Linked DNA regions of Zea mays: all the other regions are linked to region 2. The links are chromatin contacts, called in public Hi-C maps. All regions are on one chromosome and are shown on one strand. The core of a region is the stretch at or near the end of the contact, and the rest is flanking DNA. Distances in the headings are between cores, read along the strand shown. Region 1 holds the start of LOC103631696 (pentatricopeptide repeat-containing protein At5g08305). Region 2 holds the start of LOC103631693. Region 3 holds the start of LOC100383320 (Glutamate--tRNA ligase cytoplasmic).

The links. Hi-C and Micro-C count contacts between places; a contact is called where the count stands out from the background.
Region 1: a Hi-C map of leaf shows a contact between it and region 2, with 5 times the contacts expected there. The contact joins the promoter of LOC103631696 here to the promoter of LOC103631693 in region 2. A contact is called at or near these places in 9 of 25 Hi-C or Micro-C datasets (bundle sheath, ear, leaf and 2 more) and 2 of 3 datasets of contacts at active chromatin or transcription factors (leaf and seedling).
Region 3: a Hi-C map of leaf shows a contact between it and region 2, with 6 times the contacts expected there. The contact joins the promoter of LOC100383320 here to the promoter of LOC103631693 in region 2. A contact is called at or near these places in 4 of 25 Hi-C or Micro-C datasets (ear, endosperm, leaf and 1 more).

What each region holds. Positions count from the first base shown.
Region 1 is chr1:8,915,552-8,918,966 of Zm-B73-REFERENCE-NAM-5.0, reverse strand. LOC103631696 (pentatricopeptide repeat-containing protein At5g08305) reads right to left here and starts at 1,518. Exons shown (of 2, transcript XM_020545022.2): 1 at 1-1,518. The coding sequence starts at 1,423. LOC100281446 (vegetative storage protein) reads left to right here and starts at 1,629. Exons shown (of 1, transcript NM_001154364.2): 1 at 1,629-3,415. The coding sequence starts at 1,738.
Region 2 is chr1:8,614,612-8,617,925 of Zm-B73-REFERENCE-NAM-5.0, reverse strand. LOC103631693 reads left to right here and starts at 1,498. Exons shown (of 5, transcript XM_008652637.4): 1 at 1,498-1,820; 2 at 2,794-3,314. The coding sequence starts at 1,794.
Region 3 is chr1:8,947,080-8,950,444 of Zm-B73-REFERENCE-NAM-5.0, reverse strand. LOC100383320 (Glutamate--tRNA ligase cytoplasmic) reads left to right here and starts at 1,434. Exons shown (of 7, transcript NM_001361997.1): 1 at 1,434-1,595; 2 at 1,963-2,128; 3 at 2,791-2,887; 4 at 2,983-3,136; 5 at 3,222-3,365. The coding sequence starts at 1,992.

The sequences.
Region 1 (3,415 bases), core at 269-2,768, 300 kb before region 2:
ACTCATAGATCTTCACTGAGCCAGGATGAGTCTTGTCCTGGGCAGTGAACCTGGAGAGCCCTCCACCAACATCAATCTCACTAAATCCAGGGACCTTTTTTACACCCCTATCCTCCATCACCTTTCTAGCTTTCTTTGCCTCTTGCCACCGTCTGGCAACAGCATAGATATTGGACAGGCCAATGTACCTGCCATCGTGGTCTGGCTGCAACTGGACAAGCCGCCTACCGAGTACCTCGCCCAGCTCCACCCATCCATGCAAATGACAGGCATTTAAGAGAGCACCAAGCACAGAAACACTAGGTTTCATTGGCATACTTTTAACAACACCGTACACTTCCTCCAGGCGTCCTGCTCTGCCAAGCACATCTACCAGGCAAGCATAATGCTCGACATGTGGTCTGAGCCCTTGCGCTTCAAGTGAGCGGAAGAACTCCCAAGCCTCATCCACTAGACCGCCGTGGGCACAAGCGCTCAGCAGACAAAGGTACGTGATCTCATCCGGCGCAACCCCAGCACGCTGCATCTCCAGGAATATCTCCACCGATTTGGTGGCCATGCCATGCACCGCAAGGCCACCGATCACAGCATTCCATATCAGAACATCGGTGCTCTCCACCGGCACAGCCCAGAACACCTCCATTGCCTCACTGATGGCCCCACACTTGGCATACATGTCAACGAGCGAGGTTGCAAGCCTGAGGTTCAATGCAAAGCCACGTTCCCTCAGGCACCGGTGCGCCCGCCTTCCGCGCTCGAGGTCTCCAAGCTGAGCACAGGCTCCAAGCACGCTCACCATCGTGACGTCGTTAGCCCTCGCCCCACCCCCACCATCCTCCTCCTCTGCTGACCTGGCGGCAGCATTCTCCATCATCTCGAACAGCGCGAGCGCCTCGCGGTGCTCCCCACACTTGACGCACCCGTCGATCATGGCGCTCCAGGACACCACGTCCCGCTGGGGCATCCGAGCGAACACCTTTCGCGCAGCGGGGAGGTCGTGGCACTTGGCGTACCCATCGAGGAGCGCGTTCCAGGAGACAAGGTTGGGGCGCGGGATTTCGTCGAACACTCGGTTGGCGTGGTCCGGCAGGGCGCAGGCCGCGTACATGTGGACGAGGGAGTTGGCGACGTGGAGGTCGGCGGGGAGGAGCCCGAGCCGCAGCGGGTGCGCGTGGAGCGCAGACGCGAGGGAGGCGGAGGAAAGGCGCGCGGCGGCGCGGGCAAGGAATGGGAAAGTGAAGTGGGACGGGCGGAGGGAGGAGCGGAGGAGGAGGATGAAGACGGAGAAGGAGAGGGAGGGGAACGGCGAGGATGAGGTTGACCTGATGAGGTGGTCGAGGAGCTGGGTGGTGAGCATGCGGCCGCGGAGGTGGCGGAGAAGGTGCGGCAGCGTCGGCGGGCAGGGAGGCGGAGGCATGAGCATCAGTGAGACCGTCAGCTAGTAGATAACCAACGAATACGCCTTCAAATCCAGCCTTCCCGGGTTGCCGCTGCTCTAAAACAGGTCATGCTCATACCCCGAAGGGCCAATTCGCTGTATGCCATTGGAAAATATACTTGTTCCTTGTGTGCCACTGGCCTCACATATCATAAACACCAAAACATATACCTATATGCCACTCAGTGGCACACAAGGAATGAATATAAAATCTGCATACCAGGAATTTTTCCTACCCCGAAACCGCCGCCACGCCGTCGCTGATCACCAGCGCCCATCACACACCGCCTTAGACGCCCATGCTCGCCGTGGCCGCGTCCCTCAGGGCCTCGGCCTCCGCGGTGGCCGAAGCTGGCGGCGACCCGGCCGTTCTTCACGCGGTCCTCATCAAGACCGCCTCGTCCTCTCGCGCCGCCTACAACCTCCTCTTCTCCCGCTACCATCCGTCGCTCTCGCTGCACCTCCTCTCCCACCTCCCGTTCTGCTTCCGCCCCACCGCCGGCTCGCTCACCTCCTCGCTCTCCTCCCTCTCCGCTTCCTCCCCGGCCTCCGCGCTCCCGCTCCTCCGCCGCGTCCTCGGCATGTCCCCTGCTCTCCTCTGCGACGGCCCGCTATCCTCACTCCTCCGCTCCATGCCGCCGTCCATCGCACCGCACGTGCACGCCCTCGCCTTCAAGCTCGCCCTCTCGTCGTCCCCCTACTCCGCCTCTTGCCTTATTACTCTCTACTCCAGAGCCCGCTCCCCGGCATGCGCCCGCCACCTGTTCGATGAAATCCCCGTTGCAAATCGGGACTCCGTTTGCTACTCCTCCACGATTGTTGGGCTCGCACAGAATGGGTGGTACGAAGAATCCCTCTCTGTGTTCGCTGGCATGCGCGCAAACGGTGTTGATTCTACCATGCATGCGCTCTCCGGTTCTCTCCGGGCAGCTGCAGGGCTTGCTGTGCTGGAGCAGACTTGTGGGATTCACGCCCATGCGGTGGTAGTTGGGCTTGATGGAAATGTGGCTGTTGGGACCGCCCTGGTGGATGCTTATGGTAAGGCTGGAGATGTGGATGATGCAGCCAAGGTTTTTGAGGGGTTGGGTGGTGACCGAAACCTGATTACATGGAACGCGGTGCTTTCTGCTCATGCTCAGCAGGGAGATGTGCAGGAGGTCACTGGACTGTTTAACCAGATGATGAAGCTGGGTTTTGCCCCTGATGGGCTAACATTCCTTGCTGTTCTCACGTCATGTAGTAATGCCGGAGCAGCCACTGAAGCCAAGTTTTGGTTGGAAGCAATGCAGTCGAAGTACGGCGTGAAGCCTGACCTTGAGCATTATACTTGCGTGGTGGGTGCAATGGCACGGGTGGGGCATCTAGAGGATGCAGAGAGTTTTGCTTGTACAATGCCATGCAAACCAGATGCAGCAGTGTGGCGGACACTTCTAATGGGCTGTGTGGTTCACCGCAGGGTTGACATGGCAGAATCCATGGGACAGAGGCTTCTGGAGATTAATCCCAAGGATGACTCAGCTTATGTCATGCTTGCCAACGTCTACTCAACAGCTGGGAAAACAAATGAGGAGGCTGAGGCATGGACTGCAATGAGGGACCATGGGGTCAGGAAGGAAGGTGGGCGAAGTTGGATTGAGGTCAGAGGGCTGGTACATGTTTTTGTTGCAAACGAAAGAAGGCATGAACAGCTGCTAGAAATATATGACAAACTGCATGAATTGATTCAAGAGGTAGAGAAGTTAGGGTACAAGGAGGCAGATGAGAGACTTTGGCATCATAGTGAAAGATTGGCTCTTGCATATGGGTTGATCAGTGGTGCTGCACCATCAGGAAAGGTGTTGAGAATAGTTAAGAACTTGAGAATATGTGCTCATTGTCATGAATTCTTCAAGTATGCTAGCATGGTGATCGACAGAGTAATTGTAGTACGGGATGTCAATAGGTACCACACAATTAAGAAAGGTGATTGCAGTTGCA
Region 2 (3,314 bases), core at 249-2,748:
TACAGCTAGCCTCGCTTCGATCCCCTGTCAGTCCTGTCCTACTCCTCCTAGCTACCACTACCACACGCTCGTGCGACGCCGCCACGGGACGGGACGGGGGATCGACAGATTCTGCAACGTACCTGCTGCTGCAGGAGCGCAAGAGGGGGCGCGGGGTGCCCTAAACGCTAAACCACCGTACGTGCTCGCTTTGGCTGCTGGCGCCCTTTGGGGCTTCCTTTCTCCGGGACTGATGGATGGATGGATGGGCATTCGGTTCCGTTCCAGTGCCTGCCTCACGCTTTCGTTCCCGGCTGGCTGGCTCTCCACTTCCACCTCCCTCCGACCGCCTTTGTTCATGTTCTCGCGCGCGGTACGGCTCTCGCTGCCAGGGCACTGCACCTGCAGAGAGAGAGGTAGATAGGCGCTCATGACAGACAGACAAACAGACAGACATGAGATGACCCAAAGCTGATCGAGCACCCGACCAGATGCCAACCCCGGCCCCCTGTCGTCGACTTCAATTCATTACCGAGATCTATCGTCTTTGTCTTCCCCAGTATAGGCTTGGCTAGGTAACAATCACGACAGACACTAATCCGATCCCTCAACTTTATGCTACACGCTGACACGCATGGAGTAAACGCCAACATTCTCGCCGCGTCGAGCGGTTGGTTTGCTCTAACCAAGCTTCCATTAGGGCTGTTATCAACATCTGTCGGTTCATCACATCGGGCCGCCAGACGTACGTACGGCCGCCACCACCCAAAGATAGCAAAGGTCCCGCTCGATCCCGCGCGCGCACTTGCTCGGCACTGCCCTGCCCTGCCCTGCCCTTCTCCCTCCCCGGCCGGCCGGCTCCCCTATAAGTATCGAGCTCCTGCGTTCGCCATGGTTAGGCTGCCCATCCTAGCTAGCGGCGGACCGGCAGCTTCTCGGCTGCTCATATACAAATCATGACGACGCTCTTCGAGGAGGATGCGGCCGCCGGCATGCCCATCCTAGATGGCTCCTCCTACATTGTAAACCTCTCTCTCCCTTCCTTGATGCATGTGTGTGCCTGTCGTGTCCAACTATATATTTCTGGTTTCCTTCTTCGTTTTTTTTCCCTGTGTGTATGTATGTACGTAACTACGTATAGGTCTGCAGTTTTCGTCAATGAGGTCGTCGCACGATTTGGTCTGTCGACGAGCGACCGAATTCATCGTGCATGACTTCTTGCCAGGAATAAAACTGAATAAAGGGTTGTTTGAATGCAGTTAGTTAGCTAAAGAATTTGGTTGTGCAATTAGTTAGCTAACTATCAACTAATTTATTAAAAATAGCTAATAGTTTAGCTAGGTTGTTTGATGTCTCTAGTTAATTTTAGCCACTAACTATTAGCTTTAGTACATCCAAACACACTCTAATCAGTTAGTCATGACCTAAAATAGCATCATTGCGTTGGACCATGCATGCATGCAGCATTTATAGGATATATAATCCAGTTTTTGTTCCCTGACTTGTTGCTTCTTCGGTCATGTGGTCCCGACCGCAACTGTAGCAGAGAAACTTGTGGCATACGGTACGATGTTGTCGTCTTGGAAACAAGTCGATCGATATATATACATCTTCCTCGCACATGCCGCCCCCTCCCTTCTCCCATTACACCCGCAAGTGGATCGAGAGCCATTTCTCTCTTCTCAAGGTCAAGGATCAATATATATTGGACAAAGTTTCTCCGGTCGGTCGATCGAAAAGCTGCGCCGTGTGTGCACTAATCTGACCATCTTCTTCGTTCATGCATGCGTTGAAGATCATCGTTGTTGCCGGCCATGCTTCGTCCCGATGATCGCTTCGCTGTAATTGCTTCTCAGCTCTCGTCCGACACAGTTTTTGATCGCTCTCTTCGTAGGTTAGGTTTTGCGATGGTGTTATGAATAAATCCAACCCAGGCAATTTCATTAATTTCTTCCTTATTTGAGATCTCTTGCTAGCTGCCGTGTTTCTTACACACCTTGTCTCTATGCATCAATGCATGTTCGTGGGGTTGTGATTAAAACAAAATGGCAACAACTGGTACTTGTTTTTCCATAATGGAAGATTAAATTAAAACCAAAATCAGAACAACATCGAGATGATACAACTTGCAAAGACATCTACCAAAGCTAAGGGGGTGTTTGAATGCGCTAGAGCTAACAGTTAGTGGCTAAAATTAGTTAAGACATCCAAACACACCAGCTAACAGTTTAGCTATTAATTATTTTTAGTTAATAGTTAGATAGATATTTGTTAAGTAGCTAAATTCACTGACAATTTTTAGTCAACTAACTATTAGACATTTTTGTTGAGATAAGCACAACATTACTAACCATGTCTTCATTCAGATTTGGGCGGACCTTAACAGAGAATAAAAGTTGCTTTTTTCCCGTCCCTGCCGTCTACGTCTTTGCAATTTTATTCCGAATCACATAGATGACCTTATTTCGAGTAGTTCGCTTCGATGAAAGCGGCACGTAGAATCAAAATCGCACGTGCATGGTTGCATATCTCAAGCTTTTGACCCTCCCTCAGAAATTGCATATGAGTAGTAGCTGCACTAAAGAAGAAGAAAGAATAGTTGTGTTCTTTACAACAAAAGGTAGTGATGCGTCTAATATTCACTACTCTCTTTTTTTTGAAACGAAATATTCACTACTCTCACGACGAGTTTGCAGTTATTTCCACTGGGAGGGATTGAACTTCCTATAAAGATGTAATTCAGTTATTAGAATAAACAGTCATTTAACAAAATAAAACGACTCACATATTTGGTCACGCTCTGAAATTCTACAGGAGGAAATTTCAAGCCCCATAGCTGCTCATATTCTCAACTTCTACGATGGCGGCCTTGGTGACGACCTCTTCGAAGCGGCGACTACCGCCTCCGGTCCATTTCATGCCACCGATGACGATGTTTCTTCGTCTACCACTACCACCCCTCCTATCTGCGGCTACAGCGACGACGCTCCGGCTGCTGCTGGTGCCACGGCCTACTCCCCATTGCCATCCTTGGACGCCACTCTCACGGCCCTCCTTGAGCAAGAGCAACACCACGGCCTTGACACCGGGGACCTTCCGCAGATCAATGGCCTTTCAGAAGTAGCATACTACCCAACCGCCACCGATGAGGCCAGCATAGGGCAATTCAACCAGATGGGGCTTCCGGATACCTTAGCTGAACAGATGCTTCCGATGCAGATGAACAGCAGTGCATCCGCCTTGATGCCACTCACTTCGGACTACGATGAGTGCTTCACAGCGGCGTTAGCTGAAGGGTTCATGGGTCTGGATGGAGCCATGTATCATCCGCAAAC
Region 3 (3,365 bases), core at 185-2,684, 330 kb before region 2:
GGATCCAGCCCTTTGGTTGGCTTTTGGCTTTTAGGGGGCAAAAGCCAAAGCCAAAAGCCAAACCAAACACACCCTTGATCATGATCAAGCTTTATTAGCTGCAGTCATCTTAACGCCGCGTAATCTTTTTCTTTCATAGAACGTTATTTAAAATATAATATAATATTTTATTTAAAATCACTGGATCACACAATGAACTAAAAATTTACATAATTCAAACAGAAAATAAATAGGAAAATATTAAAAAAGTTAAAAGCTACATATTTCGTAAAAAAAACTAATTCATTACTGTTACTCATCGTCATCTTCCTCTTATACCTTTTCTTCTATTATCTATAATCTAATTTTCATTGTTTGGTCAACCTTTTAAGATCAACTTATGGACTCTTTTCATGTCATCGTTTATATCGGTGGCCGAGCAATCCAACAACTTGGTGAATTACTCAAATAATTTTGGTTAAGTTATCCTCTTCCTAGCCTTATAGAGCTTGTTCAACATGTTTTTCTCCAATGCAGGAGACTAGTTGTTACTCGTTGTTCGTCTCTTCCCTTTTGTGTTGATCTCGTGCTCTATCATGGTCAATATGATGTGATGGTCAGACACTATCCTGTGATGTGGAGCTATAATCGCCGTTCAAGGTGAGATTGGACCTTTCGCTCGCGTAGTTGGAGACGTCATCAGTGTCGGATCTACACCCCGGGCCACCCGATCCGTGGCCCGGGGCTTGATCCATGTAACTCTATATAAGTCTCTATTTAATACGGCATAAAATAGCTAATATAAAATAAAGGAAAGAAAATTTGGTAGATTTGGCCCAGGTCATAGAAAAATTCTGGATCCGCCCCTGGACGTCGTCATCGTGCGCACCACTTGGGCTAATGACGAAGAGCATGCCATATATGCTTCACCTTGAAGTCAGTTTCGCTAGACTTGCTGCAAAAGCTCTCCTTTGACGCTTTGAAGAGCATAGCATCGTCTGCTCTATTCAGTCAGACTGCATGCAAGCGGTTGATCAGTATAGATACGGAGGAGGAGTATATAGACATAGAAATAGAGGATGAAAGCTGATAATTAGAGGATCAGGATAACATTTTTGAGTAGTGATTCTCTAATTATTTTATGAATATTAACTAAGAGTATGAAAGCTGAAAAAACAACTTATCCTGAATCTATAAAGTAAGTTTCTACAGTGACTTTAAAATTTTATACTAAAAAATTTAAAATTCGTTTATAGCCACGGATGATAGGTTCTGCTTGCAACAAACCCTATGCGGGCGATAAGGCCTGATAGGCCTGGCCAGACGGCCCGGTCCAATGCGACAGTGCGCCCAATACAGAAGCCCAGCACGTCGCTCATGCAGAGATCTGTGTAGTGCTAGACACTGAAGGGTTCGTCCGGCCATCCGGGCAAGTCACAACTCACTAGTCACCAGTAACTTTACCAATCCGCGCCGGTGGTAACCCTGCCTTCGGCGGCGGCTAGCCGGTATCCAGTGTGCGCACTCCCTCTATCTCCCTCTTGGCGACGACTGGGCGGCCGTCGCTGCTGCCCTACGCCGTCTTCGGGCTCTTCGTTGTCGACGAGCGCCACAAGGTACGCCCACCCTTTGGGCCTTGGCTTTCCTTCCTGCTGTGCAAAACCGAGCACCCAACAAACCCTAACTTACCATTTCTATTTGGATCTGATCTAGGTAAAGGTGTATGGGCATGTATTAAGCCTACAAAATTCGGTTGTTTCAATCTGGGTAGATGTGTACACCCATGTCATTTACTGGGTCGCCCTTGGTTCCACAGCCATGAAAGGCCGCTTTGTCAAATTGTGAAGATAATTTTGTGAAACACTTGAAGTTTCTACTGCTTGTATCATACTTGAACTGGCATACCTTGATTCTAATGTAATTTAGTTTATCCTAAATTGTTCACACTGTGCTGGCCTATGTGTCGATTTCTGCTGGTTTCAGGTTCCTACCATTTTTAAGAAAAAAGATCAATGGAGGCAGCTTTGTCATTCTCCAAGGACAGCCCACCAATTTCGATAATTTGTGCTGCAAAGATTGTGGGTCTACCCCTAACCATCAATCATAGCCTCGCTGCTGGCTCGGCACCCACCCTACAGTTTGCTTCTGGGTAAGTCTTTGCTCTTCTTCTCAGGTACAGTGGCGAGAGCAAATATATGGGGGGTGCACCTTCCTTGTGGGTGCATAGGGATGATATGTGGGTGATGCATATATGCTGAAAATTTGACTATCATAACTGATTTTTGGTGGATTTTTGTGGGGTGCATGTGCATCCACAAGGTAACATGTAGCTTTGCCCCTGCTCAGGTATATGCTCTGTTTCCCTTATTAAAATGTCTCTTTGGTCAATTGCTGCAAGCAGCATACCACTTGTATCATAGTTAGCTTTGGGACAGTTCATACGGGTGGGGATGCTGCTAATGGCAACCTCGGGTTGTTGCTTGGAGCTAGAGATGGCTGATGCACTATTGCACTGTTAGTTGTCCACAAATTATTGCTGCAACAGCTATTGTGTTTCACACAGTTTACTATCATCCTCAGGGCAGGAGTATATCTAATATGACATCTACTTTGCTATTTTGTACCTGTTTCTTGCGGGTCTGCAACTTTGTAATGGCAATCCCTGATACTGAATGTGTCAATATGTAATTTTCCAGATAATTGAGTGCGATTTGTTTTTATCTAGTTTCATTTCATGTATTTCTATTTGATTTGACTCACCATTTGGGAGTTTATATAATTTCTCATTCAACCGTTTGTGTTTGTGTATAGAGAATCACTCCATGGTGTCAACCCAATCATCCTCTACATTGCTAGAGGTGCATCAATTGCCTCCTTATCTGGAAAGAATGATATTGAGTTTGGGCATGTATGTTGCCATCAACTGCTTTTCAATAAGTTACTTATTGTCCTGACTATTTTGATATCCTAAATTCTAAATGGCTGCTGTCAATAAACTTGTAGGTTGTTGAATGGCTTGAATATGCCCCCACCTTCCTTTCAGGCTCTGAATTTGAAAATGCATGCTTATTTGTTGATGGATTCTTGGCCTCCCGGACCTTTCTGGTTGGTCATGGCCTGACAATTGCTGACATTGCAGTTTGGTCAAATCTTGCTGGTAAGCTGTGGGATTGTTCACCATTCTTATTTCAGTCTGGCTCTAGGCAATGCAATGTTTAACTTGCTGCATCATTTTTCTTTAGGAATTGGTCAGCGGTGGGAGAGTCTAAGGAAATCAAAGAAATACCAAAATCTTGTTCGCTGGTTCAACAGCATAGATTCAGAATACAAAGAGGCACTGAACGAAGTTGTGGCTGCATTTGTTGGGAAACGAGGTATTGGAAAAT